Regions from separate parts of the Zea mays genome. Here region 1 is linked to region 2. Evidence: chromatin contacts called from public Hi-C data. All regions are on one chromosome and are shown on one strand. The core of a region is the stretch at or near the end of the contact, and the rest is flanking DNA. Distances in the headings are between cores, read along the strand shown.

Evidence for each region. A called contact is a pair of places that touch in the nucleus more often than the background predicts.
Region 1: a Hi-C map of bundle sheath shows a contact between it and region 2, with 2.5 times the contacts expected there. The contact joins the promoter of LOC100382420 here to the enhancer-like site in region 2. A contact is called at or near these places in 8 of 25 Hi-C or Micro-C datasets (bundle sheath, ear, endosperm and 3 more).

What each region holds. Positions count from the first base shown.
Region 1 is chr3:182,665,687-182,668,712 of Zm-B73-REFERENCE-NAM-5.0, reverse strand. It overlaps LOC100382420 (RNA polymerase II C-terminal domain phosphatase-like 2), which reads right to left and starts at 1,514. Exons shown (of 11, transcript NM_001175163.1): 1 at 1,009-1,514; 2 at 61-531. The coding sequence starts at 1,365.
Region 2 is chr3:182,590,656-182,593,760 of Zm-B73-REFERENCE-NAM-5.0, reverse strand. LOC118476730 (a long non-coding RNA gene) reads right to left here. Exons shown (of 6, transcript XR_004857309.1): 5 at 818-3,105. Among protein-coding and RNA genes, the nearest start is that of LOC118476730, 6.2 kb to the right of the region's middle. Within about 2 kb of position 1,305, at least 17 of the 20 cell types and tissues checked have an H3K27ac peak or open chromatin away from gene starts, as enhancers often do. A contact at or near this core is called in bundle sheath, ear, leaf and 2 more, where this site is marked.

The sequences.
Region 1 (3,026 bases), core at 265-2,764, 75 kb before region 2:
TAGACAAGCCTCTATTGCAGCCCATGAAATGGAATTCACTCTACTAGTTTTGAAACATACCTCTGGATTGATGCGAGTCAAAATTGCATTCCTGTCAGGCAGTCTGATAACTGGACGGAAAACACGCTCCTGACCACCAGACATAGGTTGAACCTCCTCTTTCTGGGTTCCAACTATTTTGCCATTGTCCGTAACTGTATCCATGTCAATGAATTCTTTGAGAAGCTCTTTGTCCTCAATATATCGTTTGATTTCTGCAGACATCCCTGCTATTCTGATAGGATCATCTTCGACATCCATTCTGCGGGAGAGCATCTCGATCCGATCCTCGAAGGACTTCATTGTGTTAGCAACAATAAGGGTCTCATCAAGATCAAACACAATGGCAAGACAGCGCAAGTTGAGCATGCCAACGGACGCTGCATAGAGCCCCGAGCGTGCTGAGCAGCACCAAAAGCATGGCACCTTCCCTGATTTGGTCGGCATTGCCACCAGGTGCAGCTCCTCATCCCCAACTACTACCACAGCACTCTACACAGCCAAATGAGAGGAAGTGTTATACAAATCTTAATGTTCTGTGTAAAGTTGTATTAAGAGAAACAATCCCTGAATCTAACTATATGGAACTCACAAGTCACAACCCATGAAAGCCCAAAATGAAATACGCAAAATGCTTCAGTCTATGAAACTTGTTTCACGATGTACAAGTACCACCTGTCCACCTCAGTAGTTACGTTTTCCGCTTCAATTTGAAATGGACATGGGAATGACATACTCGCATCAAGCCAAAACACCTAAGATGGACCCAGAATGAAATGTGCAAATGCTTCAACTCCTGATACTTCTTCGACGAATTACAAATACAGTGAATAGAAATTCCTAAGAGTTGAAGCTCAAATTGAAATGCGTGCGTTCCTTCTATTTCAAATGTGCATAGAAACTACAGTCTACAGGCATGTGAAGACGAAACCACATATTCGCGGTTGTTCACAAAAATTGGGGACAAACCTTGAACTCGTTGAAACAAGTGAGATACAAGCGCTGGAGGCCCGGGTTGGGAGGCGTAAGCTTGGTCTGCAACTTGCACCGTACGGAGAAGGGCGCGATGGTCTGCAGGATAGCGAGAGGCGGGCACCTCTCGCTCGCCGGCGAGAAGTGGCTGACGCGGATCTCGTTGGTCGGGAAAGGGAGGCCCCCCTCGCCGTCCCGCTTCATCGGGAAGACCTCCATCTCGCCAAGGAACGACTCGCCGTGGAACATCCGCATGCTGACTCCGGCGGGCGCCCCGGCGGCGGGGGCGGCGCCACCGCTGCCACCGACAACGCCTCCCAGGGCCCCCAGCGGCGGGGGTCGAGGCGCGGCCATCGCGAGTGGGGAATCGGAGTGAGAAAAGAGAGGGAGGGGGAGTGTAATTTCGCGCAGCGCGAACAGGTGCCTGCCCCCGCCCGCCTCCCGCTTCGGCGGAGACGCGGAGCCGGGTTTTGGTGTTTGGGGAATGAAGGCGGAGAAGGGGCTTGCAGGCTTGCAGCGCAGGAAGGGGGCCTCGGCTGCGGTTTTATAGAGAACTTTGGGACCGGGCGGCCGGGTGGATGGTTCCGTTGGATCGGTCCGGTCACCGGTCTGGCTGTGGACGCGCGGACCAAAAGTCGAATCCTGAACCGGGGCCGACGCGTCAGTGAGACAGTGACTATCTTTTCGTGTCGCATGATCGCGTCTGGCTCGGTGCGCCGCGTGGGGAGCACCGGCCACTGGGAGTCCGGGATGATCCCCTTTCCTGCTGATTTGGCACGTCTAGGGCTGGTTGTGTGTGCAGTGTGCGTGTCCCATAATTCGTGAGTGAAAGCGGGTTTACTCACAACACATCAATGCGGCGCAGCCCTTAAATTTCCTGCGGGCTAAAGGTCCACTAGTCTGATTTGACGCTAGAAAGACATATTCACTATCTTCTAAAATAAATATTTTTATAATATTTTTATAATATTTTTATCAGTTAAAGATCTCAAATTTGTACTATTAACAATATTTATATTTCTCATATCTATCTATTGATATAAATTATATATTATAAATACTCATATTTTTATATATTTGATTACAGTTAAAAAATGTCAAGCCATCCGGTTAAAGAGGACATCAAAGATTTAAGATCGAAGGGCCATAACCTCGATGTTGACATATGTTATCCACTTATCCTTAGCATGGCAGCAAAGTCAATGGGGGACTCTACCACCATTCCTTGTGTTCTGGTCACCGTCCAAATGGTCAATCCCACTTATCCAATACTCACTCCATTTTAAAATAAATTTTATTTTGGAACGAAGAAAGTATATGATAAGCTATTTTAGGAACAAAGACTATGTTTAAGTGGATGTTCACTATAACTCAACTTTACAAAAACGAGTTTAGCTTCATGAATTTTAGAGTTGGACAGCTTTTTTAAAGTTGTAGAGTTTGCGAAAGTATTTAGCTTACAGACCAGTTTTAGCTTCACTAAAATGATTTTTTTTATTTTTAAAAATCCTTTATACCATTGAAGGATGTATGCGGTCGTTTTGTCTACTAGTTTTTTTCTTGTATGTAGCCTAAAGGGGTGAATATGCTACACTTTAAATTTTTCAACTAAAACTTCAAATTAAGCAATAAAACCAGTTCGATCGTTGCAAGCCGGTTCAACTGCAAAGTTGACACTAAATTTGAATCTAACAACGAAATTGATGAGAGCGACTTAGATCGAACAAATTGCTGAGATAATAGAGGGATAGAAATAGTGAATATGAGTGGAGCAACTCCACACAATCCACACACGCAAAGCAACGTTTGAATCATTGCTTACAACAAGATGAACTATGTGCTCAAACAAGTAAGAACACAAGAATACTTGATTTATCCTGGGCACATCGTAATTGTGCCCTACTCCTCGTTGAGTAGCCTACAAAGGGTCGGGTCTTTTTCAACCATAATCCTCCCTTAGCCGACCATAAAGGTCAAGGTAATCTTTTTCTCAACTTTGCTCAAGAGCGGGTAAT
Region 2 (3,105 bases), core at 56-2,555:
ATAACGAGATCATAGGAAAAAGAATCGCTAAATTCGGAGTTACAGATTTTGAGTTATGAATTTCCAAAGGTTTTATGTGTTTGGTATAAGATTAATTAAGAGATCAATTTTAATACAGTTTTCATGTTAAAACAATGTTACTAAGTTATAGACAATATTAATACAAAATTATAGGAACTGGAATGGATCAATTTGGACTAAATATGGATTTTCTAGGGATTAAATAAGTTCTAACAATTACTTTTACATTAAAAATCAATTTCTATTTCATTTTCTTTGATTTTCTTTTGCCCTGGACTGCGCACATTAAATCAGAAGAGTGCAGGGGGTATTCTATAAGAATTCCGAGTCTTTACACGACATGTGTACCGTGGGTTGATTTCTACTAACCCTAGGGGCCCGACTGTAAAATGTCACGGCCGAAATGGTATGGAAAGGTATCCACCACCTGATTTGGTTCCGTCGCGCCAGATTAGATTGACTCGGCTATGAATCGGTAAGCGCCCGCTGCTATTGGATCTGGGATCCATGGCCCAGATCCGTCCACGCCAACACACACACGAACCACCGATCCCGAGATCGACAGCCACCATTTAATTGGGGACGAGGGGGTATGTTGATCTAATCCTAGCCGCACGATCAGATCGGATGGCCCGGCGTCATCTTCAACCTTCTGCCCTCCAACACGACGGTGGATTGTACTTCACGACGGCGCTTCGCCGCCGAGCGCGGACACTGCGATTTAATGCCCCAAGACCTCATCCGAAGGGTACTCGCGTAGAGGAGAGTAGGGCAGAGAGTATGGAGGTGATCTTACCCCGGATTCGGGACGATAGCGGCTCTGTCCACGTGGTTGTGCGGTCCACAGAGATTTCCCAGCGACGGTGAGAAATTCCGCCTGTACGGAGCCGCCTCCTCCCAATCATCGACCACCGAGCGATGTGTCGTGATGCGCCCGCCGTTCCCCAACTCCAAACACCGACGTCGACCGCGCGCAGGTGACGGCTGGTGAATTCCACCGCGGATAGTCCCACCGACTCCCTCGCCTATGCCTCGGTCTGGTGCTTCAATTGTGTAAGGGAAGTTAAAAGCTAGGAGGGGGAAAGAGGGGCCCGGGCTTCCTTTGTACCCGGTCCAGAAGGGTGGTCTAGTCTACCCAGTTCCGCGGATTTCGCGGCGAAGTGGTCGCGGCGCCCGATTTCCACGGCGAGCGATCGAGGGAGAGGGCACGGAGTCTAACAGTGGGGTCTGGTTCCCAGTGTTTGAAGTCACGCCCGAGCGCCCGCGGTTCACTGGCCAGTGGGCCCGCCGGTCAGTCGCAGAGCACGCGGCGCGCGCGTGGACCGCTATGATGGCATAAGTGGGCCGAGAACTCAGGAATAGGCCCAAGCGCGGGTAGGGTAAGTATTTTTCCTTTTTCTTTGTTTTTCCTTCTTCCTATTTTCGAATTTCAAATTTTAAATTCAAATTTGGTTGAGTTTCACTCCTTGGGCTAAATGTACAAATTCAAAACCTAGGGCAGGAATATATTTATTCATATATTATTTTATCTATTTGTTTTGTATTCCAAAATTCCAATTAGATCTTTAATTTCTAATTGAGCTACTAATATGTTTCTATTAACTTTATTATTATTATTATTATTATTACCAAATGCACACACAAAGAGACTCCAGCATGATGTATGGCTTATTTAGGTTCTATTAAAGAATTATTCACTTTTACATATGGTTATTCATATGTTCAAAATGTTAGAGGCAAATCACATAGGAACAATTATCTCCTTTATTTCTCTTTACAACTTGGGTATTACAGTCCAATACACTTCGCATCCTGTGAACTATAAAATATAAACATCTGCAAAACATTAGTTCACTGATTACGTTGTTCATCAAACACCAAAATTACTTAGACAAATGGGTAGGAGTCCATTTTCGTTACAATATGAACTAACACCTATTAGTTGTATGGCAACGTATCAGGTGCAAACAAAGTTTCCGTGCAAACTCCATGCAAACCAACTAACAAAAGTTACAAAAAATTCTCAAAAGATTATAGATCTACTATATTACCTACTCTACCACTGTATAAAATTTCAAGTTCAAATTCATCATATGTTAAGAGATACAAAAAAAGAGAAAATTCTTAGATACAAAAAAGTGAAAATTATCTCAGAATTTTGTTTTTTTGCATGTTTTAATATATGATGGATTTGAATTTAAAATTTTATACAATGATAGAGTAGGCAATAAAATACATTCATAACATTTTTGATATTTTTTGTGACTTTTGTTAGTTAGTTTGTATGGTATTTGCACAAAAAATTGGTTTGCACTTGATACGTTGCCTAGTTTTATGGGGTCGATCCAAACAAGGATTAGTAAACCATAGTTAGAAATAGTTGCGGTATATATAGACTTTTTTGTAAAACTAAAAGATTGATGAATAAACACTGTATCGAGCCACGTTATACTAAGGAGACGTTTATGACTTATCCACTCTATATTTTTCAGTTTCATTCTATACTTTTTAGTTAGTTAGGTTCGGTTTCTGTTCCACGCCTAAAAGAGTGTTCCATAAAATTCTATAATTTCCTGTACAGCTGCTTTACGGTGAAGTTTAGCGAGTACAATTACAGTCCTAAATATCTATATATTATAGAACTAGTACAGTGCCCGTGTGTTGCGACGGCACAGAAAAATCTTGACATAATTCTAGCATCCATTCAACCATTTAGGGTAGTGTTAAAAAATATCAAGACAATAAAAAATTGTAATTCTATAACCAAATCATTACGAAAATTGAAGATGAGAATCATTTGGACCCTAGCCATTGTCGTAATAATGATATTGGTTGCCCCAAACTATAATGATCATAATTCTTCTTGTCCAAACTTCTAGCGCCTTGACGTGTCAGAGTCGAACTGTTCAACCTTAACTGAAACCTCGAATCCAGTAGTGCTTTGTGCATCTATCGAACATAACGATGTCCTGCTAATGTGGTCCAGTTCAGAAAACCGTTCCTATGCCTATGTTCAAAAGGTAAAAGAGAAATCATCAAAGCACAAGTTCGATATACAATACCACTTGATGAAAGCAATAAAGA